Regions from separate parts of the Gossypium hirsutum genome. Here region 1 is linked to region 2. Evidence: chromatin contacts called from public Hi-C data. All regions are on one chromosome and are shown on one strand. The core of a region is the stretch at or near the end of the contact, and the rest is flanking DNA. Distances in the headings are between cores, read along the strand shown. Region 1 holds the start of LOC107903937 (transmembrane emp24 domain-containing protein p24delta9). Region 2 holds the start of LOC107904072 (phosphate transporter PHO1 homolog 3).

Region 1 (2,700 bases), core at 121-2,620, 170 kb before region 2:
AATGTGTAAATTGTAAAGCAAAGCAAAACTTGGAGCAAATCATCTATATAAGAAGGAAACATAGAACCTTTTCGACTTGTAGCACGAGAGGAAGACAACCCCTTTTAACTATAATAGCAAACCTTCTGCCTAAATCTTAGCTGATAAAATGAAAGATATTCAATGAATTTCAACAAGTTGTAAACCTTCAACAGCAAGCAAAATCTCAACAGAACTGAAATTTCAACTAGGTTTCGAGCATAATAACGTTTAAACATATTGTGCATTTTAAACTTAGGGGTATGGCCCTTTCCACCAGCAAACAAATATAAACCCTTAGCCCTAAACTTCAAATAGTTAAACCCCTATGTATCCAAGCTACCACTAGTTGTTTGATATTTTATTATTTTGTGAGACATGCCAATCATGTTGATTGTAGGAGTTAATAATAAGCTAAAACAGAAGAGACTTACATCGACCTGGCCTTTCTTGGCAACATTAGACCAGTCCTTTGCTTGAACTCCACTCCTCCAATCAAAATCAACGGTCATAATAATCTGCGGCGAATGATCCTCCGCCCAAAAGCACGCCATGTAATCTCCGTCCTCCGCCGCCGTGAACGCAAACTGCCCTGTCTCCACTTTCTCCGCCGTGTGCAAACTATTCCCTTGCGGCGACGTTACCTTCATTCATTCAGTCAAGTAACCAACCCCCCAAGAAAGGAAAAAACGAAGCAAGCTTCAATCTTATTATTCGCAAAGTTCATCATAAAATAATTTTAAAAACCCAAAATAAAATTGAATACCCTGACAGCGAACTTGAGAGAATCGGGCAAAGGGTAAGCTTCGTTTGGGTTGACAACGTGGTACTTTCCGACCGTCATGGAATTGCTTTTGATGTCTTCGGAGATGCACTTGGTGTGTCCCGATTGCAGCTCGAACCGCAATGCTTGCGACGCAGAGGATAAAATCCCCACAACCACAACCACAACCACCATTATGACCGACCGGAGAATCATAGTCAACCACTCAACTTTCAATTCAACTGCTAGAAACGCAAAAGACAGTTACAGACAGATTCTTTGTTTTTTTTTTTGGTGCTGTTGTAAGTAAATCAGTTCGAGTCGCAAGGATGTGGAAGACGAAAGAAATTAGGAAAAAGAAAATCTGAAAATTACTGCACGACGTGGTGAGATATAATTGGAGGAGACACGTAACTGAAACAAAATACGATTAGGGCTAAGGCTGTTCTGTCCTAAAAACTCAGATCTGACTGTTTTGCTGTTATTAAAAAAAAAAACCCTTAATTTAAAATAAAACTTAGAGCCAAAAACTGTAATGGAATAGTGATAGATGTAATAGGATTGTAAAGGGATTGGATAGGAATAACAGTAGTTGAGTTGGATAGGATGGAATAAGTATTAATAGCAAAAAGAAAATACTCAAGTTTTTAATTTTTGTAAATTATATTAAAAAAATAAAAGCATTAACAATGCGTTTGGTTCGCTGTATTAGATTAGAGGTGTAATAGCAAATCAACTGTTTGGTTGAATATAACGGAATAGAGGCGTAATAGTAATCTTGTGTTTGGTTGAATTGAATAGAGGTGTAATAGCATAATGGAAAAAATTAAAATAACTATAATACCCTTAGCATAAATTTGTTTTGGTAAATGATTATTGTTATTGTTATTTAAATTTTAATAAGGTTATTATTATCAATAATAAATATTTTAATCATATTTAAACATAATTATTATTAAACCCATTTTAATTAAAATATATAATTTCATAAAATTCTTAATAATTAGCAGAAATTTGTTTTGATAATTATTGTTATTGTTATTTAAATTTTAATAAGATTATTAATATCAATAATAAATAATTTAATCATATTTAAACATAATTATTATTAAATATATTATAATTAAAATATATAATTTAATAAAATTCTTAATAATTAATATTCTTATATGAATTTACTCAAATCATAATATATGATACTGTAAAATATAAATTAACATAATTATTATTAAATATATTATAATTAAAATATATAATTTAATAAAATTCTTAATAATTAATATTCTTATATGAATTTACTCAAATCATAATATATGATACTATAAATGAAAATTTGAAATAATTAATATTAAATATATTTTATTTAAAATATATGATTTAATAAAATTTAAAATAATTATAACTAATAAATTATATTTTATGAATTTGTATAATTTAAAATAATAATTATTACATATAATTTAATAATTAATATTAAATTTCATAAAATTCTTGATAATAAATTTTCTTATATGAATTTATACAATTTAAAATAATTAATATTAAATATAATTTAATAGTGATATATAATTTCATAAAATTCTTAATAATAAAATGTTCTTATATGAATTCACTAAAATCAATATATAACTTGAGAATTATATTCTGCATAAACATAATTAACTTATATTAAGAAAAAGTTAGATGAAAATGAAATTGTACATCATAATCCATATGTTATATAGTTTTACAACATCAAAAAGTTTGAACATTGATATTTAATGGTGAGAAAGAAATCTTCTGACCCATTCTAATCGGGCAACAGAAGGTTGACTAAAGAAAACGATCATTTGAGTTGGATGATCGGGAATTTTACTCAAAGCATCATACCGCTGATCGTCGGTTAAACCTTCAATTGACCATAAGGCTGAATATAAATT
Region 2 (2,700 bases), core at 161-2,660:
CAATGTTAATATGGATTAGGTGAATTCAACTTCATTTCAATTTGTGGATCAGAACTGTGTTATTAATAAATTTAAATTATTTATGATTTTAACCCTTTCAAGTTTGAATTATTTTAAATTTTAATTTATTATAAATTCGACCCAACATTTTCATATTATTAACTTTATATTGTTAAAATGAGATGAATTCAATATTGTTTAAACTGGAGCGAGATTTTATTAGGATACTAGTTCGGAGAGAGGCAAAAGATAAATTAACTTGTCCAGTTGAATTGAGTTAAAAAATGGGTTGAACCATATTTTGTTAATTTTGTTAATTTTTAATAATTTATTAGATTTAAATTGAAAAAACCAAAAACCGATGACTTGACCGGTTCGACCACCTATCTGAATCCAAAATCATTGGTTAAATCTAAATTAAGCTTAATTCACAATTTGGCCCCTAAAGTATACCCAATTTTTTACTTTGGTACTTGATTTGTTTTTTTGCTCAATTTGGTACCTAAATTATACCTCCCTTAATTTTTTTTTAGTTCTTTTTTTAACAGATGTTAAAAAAAACTGGTGGCCAATCACATAGTGCCATGTGGTGTCTTTTTTAAAAAAATAAGTATTTTCTTTTATCAAATATATATAAACATAAAAATTATAATAAATGAAATAAATATATAAAAACTTTAAAATATATAAAACCTAGAAAAAAAATATACATTAGAAAAATAAAAAATAAAAATATGATAAATGAAAAGAAATTAGTTGAAATTATTAATATTATTATAAAAAAAGTAAAATAACTTTTAAAATTTATAGAAAAAATTAAAAATTATTAAAAGCACTATATAAATATTAATAAGTTGTAAAAATTATCAAAAAATTTGACAAATTAAAAGATTGTGAAAATCATTAAAAATTAAAAATTGTAAAATAAATATTTAAATTTTGTGAAAATTATAAGAGTCGTTTTTCGTGGTTCCACGTTTGTTTCTATTAAAATGTACAAAAATCTTCCGGACTGTAATTAGATAACTGAACATTTTGATTCTACTATTAAATATTTTATTATTAATGCATTTTATTAGAGCTCAAATACAATGATTTTATGAATGGAAATTTTTTTTAATAATTTTAAAAATTTTTAAATAAATTAATTCTTATAATTTATGAATGGAGAAATTCTTATAATATGTACAGTTTGTATAACTTTTTAATAAATTTTAAACAACTTCTTTACAAATTATTTTACATTTTTATAATAATATTAATAATTTCAACTAATTTCTTTTCATTTATCATACTTTTTAAATTTTATTATATTTTTATTTCAATTGTTTAATGTTTATATATTTGATAAAAAAATACTTATTTAAAAATTGCCAAATATAATTAAACTACTGTCATTATTTTTTCATGTATTGGCTATTAAAAATGGAGTAAGAAAATATAATTCAGAAAGAGTATCAATTATGTAGTAAAGTTGAGAGAAGTTTCATAATCCCCTAGAAAAGATAATCAGACGTAGCCCACCGCAGACTAGGATATTTTCTTTTCTTTTATCCAAAGTTGAAATTTCTTTTCCTGGATGGCGGAGCAGCAATACATAGCCAAGAATGAAAGAGAGTTTTCACCTTCATAAATACAACCAAGTTTTTCCAATGAACCCAACTTGCCTTCGATTGTTGAACCCTTCATTTTCAATATTGTCGTTTTTAGAATTTTGATTTTCACTTTCAATTATCTGATTGTACAGTGAAAAAAGCACAAGAACCCAACTGTGCCAAAACCAGAACCGGGCAACATGAAGTTCGGGAAGGAGTTTACATCTCAAATGGTGCCGGAATGGCAAGAAGCATACATGGACTATGTTTTTCTCAAGACCCGTTTAAAAGAAATCCATGGTTTCAAGCAGCGGGCCAGACCACCAGCCACCCCAGGTGGTCTGAAACGAAAGCTCACACTGTATCGAGCTTTCAGTGGTTTGATCCATAGGCACAACCACCCCACCAGTCCGTCTTCACCGGATATCGAAGAGCAACCGATTTTAGTTAACTCCGTCGACCGTAACGGTTCCCGGAGCTACGAAACGACTTTCCTTATGCAAGCCGACGATGGGGCAGAGTACGAGTTGGTGTTTTTTAGAAGATTGGATGATGAGTTCAATAAGGTGAACAAGTTCTACAAGTCCAAGGTGGAAGAAGTGACCAAAGAGGCAGAGATCTTGAACAAGCAAATGGATGCTTTGATTGCTTTCAGAATCAAAGTGGAGAACCCTCAAGGATGGTCGTGGGAAGACAGGTCCGGCGAGATAACCCGTCTTGCTTCTGACGTGGCCGCCTCAACCGCCGCCTTGGCTGCTTCGACTCCAGCTGGTGCCAGGGCAAGCAGTAAGCACAAGACATATATGTTTAGTACTTAGGGGAGAGACCCAATTTTGTGAACGTGTTTATGGCTCATTTGCAGGGAGAGCTGAACACATGGAAGTCATTGAAGAAGGACCAAGCAGACATGAAGAATCAGATGAGGATAAAGAAGAAATTGTTCAAGTTCAAAAGCCAGTGAACAATGACCTTAAGGGTCGTAAACCAGCTCCGTTGCAAATTCTAAACCGTGTTAAAATCAACAACACTCTTGAGACACCTCGATCAACCATTAAAGGTTTTCTAAACGTACCTAAGCAGACTGAGCTGAAGTTTAATAGGGAAA

Evidence for each region. Hi-C and Micro-C count contacts between places; a contact is called where the count stands out from the background.
Region 1: a Hi-C map of leaf shows a contact between it and region 2, with 1.9 times the contacts expected there. The contact joins the promoter of LOC107903937 here to the promoter of LOC107904072 in region 2. A contact is called at or near these places in 3 of 34 Hi-C or Micro-C datasets (callus and leaf).

What each region holds. Positions count from the first base shown.
Region 1 is chrD05:35,680,347-35,683,046 of Gossypium_hirsutum_v2.1, reverse strand. LOC107903937 (transmembrane emp24 domain-containing protein p24delta9) reads right to left here and starts at 1,370. Exons shown (of 4, transcript XM_016830162.2): 1 at 785-1,370; 2 at 453-662. The coding sequence starts at 997.
Region 2 is chrD05:35,509,238-35,511,937 of Gossypium_hirsutum_v2.1, reverse strand. LOC107904072 (phosphate transporter PHO1 homolog 3) reads left to right here and starts at 1,410. Exons shown (of 11, transcript XM_016830341.2): 1 at 1,410-2,381; 2 at 2,458-2,700. The coding sequence starts at 1,796.